Regions from separate parts of the Sus scrofa genome. Here regions 1 and 2 are each linked to region 3. A link is a contact called in public HiChIP or PLAC-seq data. All regions are on one chromosome and are shown on one strand. Each heading gives the region's core, a stretch centred on a gene start, on an enhancer-like site or on the middle of the called end of the contact. The rest is flanking DNA. Distances are from core to core; before and after follow the strand shown.

The links. HiChIP or PLAC-seq counts read pairs in DNA pulled down with a chosen protein or histone mark.
Region 1: an H3K27ac HiChIP or PLAC-seq map of skeletal muscle shows a contact between it and region 3. The contact joins two enhancer-like sites. A contact is called at or near these places in 1 of 47 Hi-C or Micro-C datasets (embryonic fibroblasts) and 2 of 2 datasets of contacts at active chromatin or transcription factors (alveolar macrophages and skeletal muscle).
Region 2: a contact with region 3 is called in an H3K27ac HiChIP or PLAC-seq map of skeletal muscle. The contact joins two enhancer-like sites. A contact is called at or near these places in 25 of 47 Hi-C or Micro-C datasets (adipocytes, adipose tissue, alveolar macrophages and 16 more) and 2 of 2 datasets of contacts at active chromatin or transcription factors (alveolar macrophages and skeletal muscle).

Annotation. Positions count from the first base shown.
Region 1 is chr1:43,309,691-43,313,930 of Sscrofa11.1, forward strand. It overlaps LOC110260244 (a long non-coding RNA gene), which reads left to right. Exons shown (of 3, transcript XR_002343175.1): 3 at 4,180-4,240. Among named protein-coding and RNA genes, the nearest start is that of CEP85L, 81 kb to the right of the region's middle. Within about 2 kb of position 2,586, at least 21 of the 83 cell types and tissues checked have an H3K27ac peak or open chromatin away from gene starts, as enhancers often do. A contact at or near this core is called in skeletal muscle, where this site is marked.
Region 2 is chr1:43,259,174-43,263,270 of Sscrofa11.1, forward strand. It overlaps MCM9 (DNA helicase MCM9), which reads left to right. Exons shown (of 16, transcript XM_003353232.4): 12 at 246-391. Among named protein-coding and RNA genes, the nearest start is that of ASF1A, 46 kb to the left of the region's middle. Within about 2 kb of position 2,013, at least 10 of the 83 cell types and tissues checked have an H3K27ac peak or open chromatin away from gene starts, as enhancers often do. A contact at or near this core is called in skeletal muscle, where this site is marked.
Region 3 is chr1:43,447,870-43,451,696 of Sscrofa11.1, forward strand. The region is part of intron 3 of CEP85L (centrosomal protein of 85 kDa-like); the gene reads left to right. PLN (phospholamban) reads right to left here. Exons shown (of 2, transcript NM_214213.1): 2 at 1,485-2,145. The coding sequence starts at 2,047. The coding sequence ends at 1,889. Among named protein-coding and RNA genes, the nearest start is that of PLN, 9.1 kb to the right of the region's middle. Within about 2 kb of position 2,077, at least 7 of the 83 cell types and tissues checked have an H3K27ac peak or open chromatin away from gene starts, as enhancers often do. A contact at or near this core is called in skeletal muscle, where this site is marked.

The DNA.
Region 1 (4,240 bases), core at 1,336-3,835, 140 kb before region 3:
AGGCCCCCTAGCCCAAAGGTGAATAAAAGTCACACACACACACACACACACACACACACACACTGCTTCTGAAAGTATCAGTGAGGGGCAGCCAAGAGGCTAATTATACCTGACTGGCATGGCTGCAACCCAGAGCCAGGCTTCCTATTGCTTGATTTCTTCTCTTCACAGGGTTTTGGGGAAGCACAGATCACTCACAAAAGAGGAAGGCATGGACATTTAAACAAGAGGCCCATTACTAGGCAAAATGTCCCCAGGACAGCATCCCTATTTCATTGCTGCTTCCTTTTTTCATTAGATAGTTTCACCTGAGCCCTTCTCTTTGTCTGGCTTTCTTTCATTTATAGAAGCGTTGAAAAATTTAATCCATGCACTCCCCAAAATAGAGTTCTCTGTTTAGCTGGGCAAATCCTCTTCTCAAGCTCTCGCCTCCTCGAATAAAGTTGAGGTGGGAGTCCCTGTCCGGCCAGTTAAATATATATCCTCATTGCTTTTAATGACTTAACTTGTTCTTTTTTTTTTTTTTTTTTTTTCTTTTTTTGCTATTTCTTGGGCCGCTCCTGCGGCATATGGAGGTTCCCAGGCTAGGGGTCCAATCAGAGCTGTAGCCACCGGCCTACGCCAGAGCCACAGCAACTCAGGATCCGAGCCGCGTCTGCAACCTACACCACAGCTCACGGCAACACCGGACCGTTAACCCACTGAGCAAGGGCAGGGATCGAACCTGCAACCTCATGGTTCCTAGTCGGATTCATTAACCACTGCGCCACGACGGGAACTCCTTAACTTGTTCTTTTATTCATAAATACTGCATCTTTTAGATTTCTTCCTCAATCCCTGGTCTTCCCAAGGCAGTAACTACTGTTAAATATGGATATGACCTTATGGAGGGGGAAGGGGGCCTTGGGCCCACAGACCGAGACCTCAGGGGCCTTCTGGAATTTATAAAAGGCCTCCACGTGTCCTCCTGCCACTTCACTGCAGCTGAAGCCTGTGGATGGTGATCTGAGGCCTGATCTCTTGGCTTGACAGGGTCTGGTGGTCTTCCCTTGCAGACTGGGCCTCCCCTTTGCACCTCAGCAAAGTTCTGCACTGACCTTTGGCTTAAGTTGTCTGTGCCAAAGCCTCAGCACAGACATGCCTCACCGTTTCTTCTATGATTATCATGGCACTTACCTTTCAGCTACCTGCTGATTACCTAAGGAGCTTCCACCCCATGGAGGAGGGGGCCTCAGGAGCATGAGTCAGACCTTGTCTAGTGTGGATTCCTGCTGATTGCATGGGGCCTCCCTGTGTCTCCTTCCAGGGTTCTAACCTGGGAGTGGGGCACAAGATCCCTCTGCTTTCAGTGTCCTCTCAACTAGCAGCATCCAATTCTTTGGAATGTGGTCTGAAGATCGGTCAGAACATCCTTGCCCTAGTGGACTTCCCCGACCTCTATCTTTTTTTCTCCTTCCTCTCTACACTGGACTGGGGAGGGACAGGCTTCCCCTTCCTTTTACTGTTGGTTGGAACTTCTCTTACACTATGGCTGCCTTCCTTAGAACAGCTAGTGTTACCACCCAGTTATCTTCCAACTTTAGAAGGGACTGCACCTTCTGAGCTGCCCAGCTTAACATGGAGCTGTGGAGCAAGCAAAGACCAAAGTGAAGCCATTAGCGTCTCAAAAATATATCTCTGGAGTTCGGGTTGTGGCTCAGCAGGTTAGGAACCTGACATAGTGTCTGCAAGGACGTGGATTCGATCCCTGGCCTCACTCAGTGGGTTAAGGATCTGGTCTTGCCAAAAGCTGTGGTGTAGGTCACAGATGCAGCTCAGATCTGGTGTTGCCCTGGCTGTGGCATACGCCAGCAGCTGTAGTTCCAATTTGACCCCTCACCAGGGAATTTCCATATGCCATAGGGGCAACCCTAAAAAAAAGAGGAAAAAGGTATCCCTGCATTCAGGTATTTAATCATCAGGACACCCTGGGCATCTAGACATACCAGGCACTGGCTGACATCAGAGACACAAACAGGAGGAAGACTAGGTTCCTGCTCTCAGAAGCCTCATAGGCTAGGTGAGGAGGCAGACTTGGCAGTGATCATTATAAACCAGTATGGATGGTTCCAGAGTGTAGGGTAAGAAGGTGCGGGAGAGCACCAGGAATGTGTGAGTTACTCTGTGGGGACCCGAGTGGTTCTGGGCAGGCTGCTCAGAGGAGATGATAGGTTAGCAGAACTAACCATTCAGAAAAGAGACAAGCCATCCCCACAGGCCAGTGAATGGAGACTGGACAGGAGATGATGAGCTTGGAGAACAACAAGTGGCTGGGGGCAGAAGGAGATGATGAGGTAAGGGGGTCTGACATCAGCATGTGAGTCTAAGGCTGAAGAATTTGGACTTAATTATGTGGGCAGTGGAGTCCTTTGGAGAGACCTGTCCATCCATGGTGTGTATCCCAGATCTTAGCCTCCCTTGACAGCGTATCTGGGGAAGGGGCATCTTTTCCCTTCTGTTCTGAGCCTGTTCCACACTGCAGCTGCTTTGCTCCTTCCTCCCAGGGCTGCCAGTGACCTTGTTTTTGGTCACTGCCTGAAGCCCCTGGACAGCTGTGCTGCTTGGCACACAGATGCTGCCTTTGCATCGTGGTGAGCAGAGAGGTGAACGTGGGGCTGTGCCCTTTGTATTTCCCCACCACCGTCACATAGTCTGTAAAGATACATCAAGCTATGGATGGGTCAGGGGAGTGCAGAAGTTTAACATTGCAGCAAGAATCTACTTGGAACTGAATATGGGTCCAAATCTCATGATCTGTAACTCTTAATGCCAGAAACCTCTGAACGCTGATTTTAAATGTTTGCACTCACCCATAGAGGCTCTACTCTGTGATATCACTGTTTGGTTATGTTTCCTGGCACTGTTTCTGGCTTCGGGACAGAGTATGCTCTCAGAGAGTGTCAGAGTTAACCTCAGTGCTAGGAGCTCACATCAATGGAATGACTATAGTCCAATTTGGCTCCATGACTGTGAATGAAGCAGTAACATGGTAACAACAAAATAGTTTTCCAGAAACAACGACCCTGATAATATGCTGCCAAGAGACGTAAAAGAGAAAGAGCCTTTCTCTAGATGCCTGAGAAATAAGGGCCTTTTTGCCATAGAATTTTAACTTAAAGCAGAATTTGTTTTCTCCGGCAGATAGCCTTCTGCTGGCAAACCTGAAGGTGTTTGTTTCAACCAGCTCTTTCTTACAATCGTAGTGAATCTTTCTCAGCAACAAAAGTTCACCCTGGGGATTAGTCAAAGACAAGCTTAAAGAATTCATTTAGGGCGTAAACGTATGTGCCTTAAATGGCACGTTTAGGAATATAAGCTTCATAATAGTGAAGAGTTTTTAAAGGTTTTTAAGCAAAGCATAAAAATACAGTCAATTCTCATTATTTTGGGGTAGTTATGATCTATAAAGTCATGGTAACACTGAATTAGCAAAGACTGACCTGTTCCTCTTGGGAAAATACAGGGTCAATGAAAATTAATGAAAAAATTAATATGAAAAAATACAAATGCTTAATATGATTATATAAACATGGCAGGACAATGATTTCTTTTTCATTTTTATATGTTAAAAGTGATCTTGGTAATAAAAATATGATTTGGTTAAAAAATAACAGAAAAATATTCGTACATTGTAAATGGAAGTTGGTAGCTATACTGAGGGGAAAAACCAAGCGTTAGTAAGTGTGGTTTGCCCCTTAGCTTTAGAATGTTCTCAGTAGTGCACTGTTATAAGCTGTAAGCTTATCTTTGTACCTTAGAGCAGGAAACTGGATGGGTGGGGTGTACCACCTCTTGTTATGATAAACAAAGGGAACAACATCAAAATTGAATTTCCATCTTCTACTACTGCATCCTAAAAGAGAGTGACTATATTTTGCTCAATATTCTTCCAATTTGCCTTAATTCCAGATTTCTTTTTTGTTGAAATTGCTAGCAAAAATTATTCTATGGTTTTACTTTTTAAAAACTCCAGTATACTTGCAGTAGACTCTATAAAAAAGTGCTTTTTTTGCTGAAAATGCCCACACGGCTGAAAAGGGGGAAAAATTGTACTGTAACAATAAGTGGATTTCAATTGTTTCAGCTCAGGTTACACAAAAGCCTAGGGATTTTTTTTTCTCTCTTTTTCTTTTCTTTTAGGAGGAAAGTGAATGAGCAAATGAATGAGCAAGTGAGTGAGGGAAGCTTGCCAATCCTGCTT
Region 2 (4,097 bases), core at 763-3,262, 190 kb before region 3:
GTAGTGAGTCGCAAACCTTTTTCTCCTCAACACACCTGAAGATGTTTGTGGTCCCACAAGAGGCAGCGTGTCTTCACAGAGCAATGCCTGCCACCAGGAATTGGGGAAGAAGACTACTGAAATTTGAAAAAGGCTCCCTGGTGACTCATACCCACAATGGGGATGCAGGGGACTGGTCTTAGCCATCTGGGATGAAGCCTAGCCTGGTGACGCTCTCTGTGTTTTCCATTTTCTCACCCCTTCAGGGAGGTGCACTTCTGGGAGGTGTGAATGCACTCCACACTTCCTTTCCTGAAAACCCTCTGAAGCAGTACCAGAGGCAGTGTGAACTCATTCTGGAAAAACTGGAACTGCACAACGTCTTGAGTGAAGAGCTAAGAAGACTTGAAAGGTGAGAAAAGAAAACCAAGAAAAGCATGCAATGGAAAATGCTTGCTTGGCATTTAGTGAAAGGAAGGAAACATAAAGTAAGTGGAAAATCTGTCTCTTCTCTCTCTAGGGGATTTTAGTCATCTAGTGCTGTATAATCAACTGCTTCAAAGCTCGGTGGCTTAAAAAACAAACACCACACCATTTCAGCACTCATTCTTATGGGAGTTAGAAGTTCAAGTGCGCTCAGTGTGGGTGGCTCATCTCCATTCCCCAGAGTACCAGCTGAAGTCACTCATACACCTGTGTTGAGCTGGGAGCTCAACTGGGGTTGGAACGTCCAAGATGGCTTCCATCACACGTGTGGTGCCTTAGCTGGGGTGGCTTAAATGGCTATGGATTGGCTGGGCTCTTACTACTGTAAAGTAGGGAGAATTCTGAGATGATGGCTGAGGGCTCAAGTAGCTTAGCAAAGTGAAGCCACCAGGCCTCTTATGGGCTGGACCAGAACTGAGGCAGCATCACTTCTGCCACATGTTATAGGTCAGAGCAGGTCACGAGGGCAGCCCACATGCCAGGTAAAGGGCAGTGGACACACCTTTTGATGGGGAAAGAGGCATGAACATATAGGAATGAGGGAATTGGTGGCTATGCTGTAGAGACCACCTTCTGCAGCTACATTTCCTTGGTGTGCTGCTTTGGTAAGCCTCTTGGAGAACACTGACTGGTCCTTTACTAAGCATCATAAACTGGGTCCTGATTATTTATGAGAAGCTCCAAGGTATGGTGCTTAGAGTTCACACCCAATATGACACATAGTTTCCATGGAATCAAGTAAACTGTGCTTATTACACCACTTCCTCCTCTTCTTCTTTGGCTCATAAGAAATGGAGCAGTGCTATTCAGAGAGGTGCTGTTAAGGAAGAGGAAGTTGGACTCTTAGGAGAGTGATCGGTCCCAGCCCAGGCCAGACCCACACACAAAACTTTTTAATGACACTTTTTTGTACGACTTTTCCTCACCAGGAGAGGACATGTGCAAGGATGTTTACACAAAGGATCTTAGTGCTTATTAATATTCTAATTCTGTTCTTATTGTTTTAAAGCTTTCTCTAAGCATAATAAATATTTGATCATTAGTGTTTATATAATCCTGGTGGAAGAAAATTGCAGGTAGAGCCCGAGGCCCAGGCTGCTTTCAGGCTAGCCTTGCTGGAATGCTGGAAAGGCTATGACAGGAGAGCTAAGAGTACTGACTCTCACCTGGGGAGGGCCCTCCTAGTCCGTGAGCAGCAGCTCTGACCCTCCCTTCAGCATCACCGTTTTCTTTCCCTCCATGCCCAAGTCCAGAACTTTTAAAAATTTGTGTATTTCATAGTCAGACTAAAAGAAACTCCCAAGTGAGTAGGATATGTTTTACACTAAGAAGGGAATTTGTTTTTCATCCTACAGGGGAGCAGCTCAGGTATGACAAAAGCAATGTTTCAAAACTCCCCTTTCTAGTGACTTGTTAAAGTGTGGACACATGAGAAGGAATGTATCACATGCATTACCTAAACTTTAACCTTTGCCTGCTCCCCAACACATGAGCTCCTAGAAAGCTGGACTCTGAGTCTGTGCCTGTGAAACAGGAGTGAGGAATGGCAGGTGTGCCACAGGGCCTCTTTCCGATCAGTGGAAGTAGGTTAGTAATTGGCCTGCACTCAGTTTTGGGGGTGACCTCCAGGTTGGGGGCTGGTGAATCCAGGGCATGTGGGAGCAGAGCAGTGGCACAGGGAGAATTGGGGAACCACACTGGGATTATTGACTGTTTAAGTAAAACCTTGAGAGTTTTCTTTTCTGGCCTTTCTCTCCTATTCACTGACTCTCTTCATCTAGCAGTGTTCTCTTTCTATTTATAAAGCCTCAGCACAGCCTTTTGGGGAAGTGTGGGGACTGGCTTTGTCCTGCTGATATCCAAATACCAGCCTGCAGTAAACTTGCACTTTGTCTATAATGAGGCCCTTTTTCTTTTGGTTTCCTGGCTTTTTCATGATCCAGAGCATAGCGTTCAGATCAAAGCTCTTCCTTGGGTTTTTTTCTGGTTTGATGTATCCAGTTCTTTTGAGGCCTGTCCTGGGCTTGGCCTTGACTTTGGAGGGATGCTTATTTTGAGTGACCAGAAACTGGTCATTTTGATGACCCCTCGCTGGCATATGCCAGATTCAAGAAGGGAAGGGTATGAGGCTCAGAATCAGTGTTGTATGATAGAAAATAGCAATGGGACTTACCAAATTAAAAATGACCCTCCTGGATGGAAAGAAGGAAAACAAAACAAGAGTCAGTGATGCTCTAAAAGATAAGATGCTGCCTTAACAGGTTTTTTTCTTCTGGTATTTCTTCGTCACGCAAGGGCATGTTCTGGAACTGATCCTCACAGCAACAAGACCAGGTGCCCCACAAAGAAAAGTAATGATCCCCAAGACATACTCTAAAGTGAACCTTAGGTGAGAAAACCCCCAGTAGCTCGTGGGTTTATCCCCTTAAGAGTTTTCTATCCTTAAGGAGAGCACATATTAATCATAAAACTATCTGTATTTTTATCACTTTCTTTGGAAAAATGCTTTACCAGTGACAGCCAGCCTCAACTGGTGGCCATCCTACCCACCTCACAAACAGAGTGTGAAGATGCTCTCTTTTAGGAGATGTAGTAAAATGCAAAGTTTAAATAGTGGAGAAATTAATTCCCCACATCAAGATCACACTAAAATAAAACTAAATTATTCTACCCTTAAAATCCCCATAAATTCTTAAAGTTATAGAATGTTAACAATTATGAGTATCCCTGACCTCAATTTGATGCTGAAAGTAGTGGTAATTTTGAAAGCTATTTGGGTGGGTTTGGTTTGGTTTGGTTTGGTTTGGCTGTGACTACAGTGAATCCAGATTTTCTTGTATCAACATTCCCAAGTCTACTATGAGTGACTATAACCCAATATTTAAAAAATAATTTTTGATGTTTTTTTCCCACTGATGGGTTGTAAGCAATATACAGATTCTTTATAAAGTATTTTGAAACTAATAATAATAATTAATAAAAAAACACATACACATGGCGTTCCTGTCGTGGCTCAGTGGTTAACGAATCTGACTAGGAACCATGAGGTTGCAGGTTCGATCCCTGGCCTCAATCAGTGGGTTAAGGATCCGGTGTTGCTGTGAGCTGTGGTGTAGGTCACAGACACGGCTCAGATCCCGTGTTGCTGTGGCTCTGATGTAGGCCGGCGGCTACAGCTCTGATTAGACCCCTAGCCTGGGAACCGCCATGTGCCACAGGTGCAGCCCTAGAAAAGACAAAAAAAGAAACAAAGAAAAAAACGCATAATCTTATTTGCCAGAGAGTTATCATTAACATTTTAGTGTATTTAAATATATTTAAATTTAAAATCCATATAATTTTAATGTATTTTCTTCTTTCCCTTTTTCTGTGATTATACATGATATTTAGAATAATTTGCTCATCTGCTTTTTGGTGTGGTTTGTTTTTGGATTTTGTGCATAGAAACAGAGTCATATTGCCCCTTAATACTGAAAAGGTGTTTCTAGGTTGTTAGGAAGGGCTTTCTAAAGGATCTCCTTTTGAGAAGCTACAATCCCTGTTAGAAATTGGTCCTCTGGAATTGTTTCAGTCCTCCCCCCCCTTTTTTTTTTTTTTTTTTTGTCTTTTTAAGGCCATACCCACAGCATATG
Region 3 (3,827 bases), core at 827-3,326:
CTTAGGGAAAACTCCATAACTTTCACAGTTTATAGCTTTAAGTTGATATTGTAATGAGCAATGTAATGAAAAGGGTAGAACTTATTATTTCAAATTTTCCATTTATTTTAAGGTCATTACACTAATTATAGAATTGGTTACTTTTTACATGGGGAATTACTGCCACCAGTAAAGCAGTTGTCTCATTTATTGCTTATAAACTCTTCTAGTTGCTAATAGGATTTTCAACCCATAGATGAGGCTTTGCTCAAGAAATCCCTCTATCAGTGTGAAACCCCTTTTCCCTCTGTTCCTTAAATATCAGCAATCCAAAATTATCCTCATCCATCCAGGGATTCAGAAAAAACTTAAAAGCATTATTTCCTTTGTTAGCAGCACTTATGTTGAAAACCAAGGTCAATATTGACTTTTCCAATTCTTTTAGTAACCATACTTTAGCAAACCGTATAATAAATTGCACATTCTCTACTTCCCCAATAATTATTATATTGCTTATATATCTTGAACTTAAAATTATTGAATTATACAGTATAGATGTAAACCATTTTAGACTCAGTTTTAAACTGACTCAATTTAATTCACTAAATTTTGGTGAATGTATTTCCCAAACCAGTTTTTTTACTTCTTTTGTTTTATGAATTGTTGGAAGTTATTTTTAAATGATCAGAGGGAAAATTGGAAATGTATTTAGCAAAAAAATAATTGTAGATTAGCATAGCTGTATCTGTAATTTAGCATAGTACAGTGGCCTACCAAATAGGTGTTTACCATTTGGTTGTTAGATTAAGGAAAATAGCTATATCCTATCATGAACAGTAATGACAAAAGTTCGTTTCAAAATTTAATCAAAGAATTTGTTAATTCTGGAGAGATATTTCAAATTTTATTTTTAATGCTTGAAATAATATTTTTTATTCTTTCCCTTGTCTACATTGTGGGTGAAATTAGAATAGAAGGTAACCTATAAAATCACTCTAATGTCTTCTTAAGATTTCATGATTCCAGAGATAAAGTGTGGCAAGTTATGTGTTCTAACTCAGATAATTATCTATTGTGCCTTAAATTAAGGTAGATTCTATTCTATTAGTGTATTAGTAATTATGGCTAATCACAATGTCACATGTTAAATTAACCAGCAGTTCTTGTGTATAGAGAACAGATTTATAGTTTTACCTATATGTACTAGAATTCTATAATTCTTTGAGAAAAATGGTTAAGAGAAATTTTGTTTATGTAAGGATATGGTCTTTTTCCTACTTGATTCTCATAAATTTTTTAAAATATTAGTGTAGTATAGAGAAAAGAATACAAGTTCTCTTTTAGAATGTAGGTTCTGATACCACTAGAGATTCTGTGTGATGATAATAAAGACAGCAGATGTGAGGAGTCAGTGGGCTATTTCAAATGATAGTTCATTTGAATGATTATTTTGGTACACTTGGTGAAGACCTGAAAAATACTTAATAAACATCAAAGAGGCTTTTACAGTACAGTATAAATTATATTTACCCCAAAGAGTGAAGCTAATGCTTTATATATGACGTGAACTAGTTAGCAGTGCAGTTTCCAAACTAAACCCCTAGTTCATCCTCAGAAAAGATTTGGGATAGAAATTTATAAGCTCTGTTGAGAAAATCAACAGTTGCATTATGCACACTTATAGTCATTTTAAAGTTAGTTTCTGAAAATAAAGCCCTTTTCATGTTTACAAGATCCAGCAGATGAATACATTTGCTAACAATTTGTTTCATTCCAAATCTTGACCTTTTCATAAAGAACTTTCTGCTGAGGAAGTGGTCTCTTATATAGTATTGTTTCCCTTCTTCATGGGATGACAGATTTTAAGCTGATGGTGATAAATTGTAGCACTGGAGATTGTGGCAGAACTTCAGAGAAGCATCACGATGATGCAAATCAGCAAGAGGCATATTAAGATGAGACAGAAATTGATAAATAGGTTCTGAAGGTTTTGACGTGCTTGTTGAGGCATTTCAATGGTTGAAGCTCTTCTAATAGCAGAGCGAGTGAGGTATTGGACTTTATCCATGATACCAGGAAGGCAGGAAGCCTGAAGTTTTAAGCCGTCAAGAGAAAGCTGAAAAAGCTACCAGCCAAATATGAGATCACTGTCTTCTTTTAGGCAGCCTGGAATGTAAAAATAGTAGATGGATTAGGATCATATGTATAATAACTTATTTTCTGAACAGGTAAAACAGTTTTGTGTAATCCCTCATTCTCTACATTATTTGTATTTATGACATCCAGTATCTCAATAGTCTATGTGTGGCTTTGTCCATCTGCCTGTCTCTTTCTGAGAACCTGTCTTTTTTGGTTATGGTCACAATGATGTTTTCTGTTTGGAGTGCAGTAACTTCAGTTCTTGCCTCCTTCTCTCAGAATGACTAGATGTATAGTTTAGTTTAGGGGGCAGCTTGTTTTGGGCTGTTCCCTTAGGCAAGTTCTTACATACAGTTTCATTAAGACCGTTTCTCTATGAGCATAATTGTTGTGAACATTAGTGTATTAATGGCTCCAGAGCAATCTAATAAAAAGAAATGAGTGCATTTAAGTATGACATTAGATACTGTTTCAAAGAGATATTCTTTTTATTTCTGAGCATTTCTGGAATAAGATGTAAAAATAAAGCGCATTTGAAGAGTTTACATTTATTCACATCTACATGTTTTGAGATTTTAGTATAGATTTTCTGAAGCAATCACAGATAATTTTTTAAGAAGAAATCAAATTATGAATGTTTTCTATTCATTTTACTAATAAATTTAGCAAATATACATATAAAAGAAATACATGTAATAAATTTTCTCTGGATGTTGATTTCAGTCCAAAATAAAATCATTAAATGGGAAGTATTTTATCAGAATTATAGATTGAAATGTTTGCCATTCCTTTTTACAGTTTTATAGCTTTTTGGATATGCTATTTAAAGTAACATTTTAATAAGACCGTATTAAGTACTGAAGATTTTCAGACTCAGAAGGCATAGTAAATAAAACTGTCATTGTCTTCCTATCTACCACAGATAATTGTTATTTTCAGAGGACCTGTACTTAAGAACAGCGTTTCCATTTGCATTCTTTCAGAGCTCCCACAAGCTCTTCTACAAAACCATCTGATTAATTGGTGCCTGATAATTATCTGTGCTAATAAAAAAACCCAGGACTTAATGCATCATTGTAGAAAATTGGATATAGATTAAAAATTAGCCATAAATTAACTGCCCAGAGATAGTAACAGTTAACTTTTGGAGATGTTTTGTTGTCATTAAGGATACTTCTAATGTGAATTTTGAAACAAGAAAAGTTGGAAATGAAATTTTAAAAATAACCATTATTAACTACCCAGAGATAACTGTTATTAACATTTGTTGATATATCACTGCTAATTAAGATTTTACCACCTTACTCCAGCTGCCTAATTTCATTTTTTCCCTAGTGGCTTCACATCTCAAGAAAACCCATCTCAACCTATAGTTCTGTTTCTGAGAGAGACTAGTGCTAAAGATAGCAGAGGGAAGAACTGAAAGAATGAGAAAGAAGATATGTATCAGGCTGGTCAGTCAGAACTTCCCAATTTTTGTTACAAAGAAACCATGTGGTATATGGTCGTTAGATTTTGTAGTTTCAGTGCTTCAATTTGGCTGTATTAAGATTTGAATTATATATTGGACTGAGCTTTCATTTCTCTGGGGACTCTGGTCTCTTTCATGGTATTGACCTGTGGTGAGGAGATCCGAACAACGAACTAGACGTCATTCTTTCAAAGAGTTGGTACAGCTTATGTTTCTCTAGCATATATTCTTCATGGCC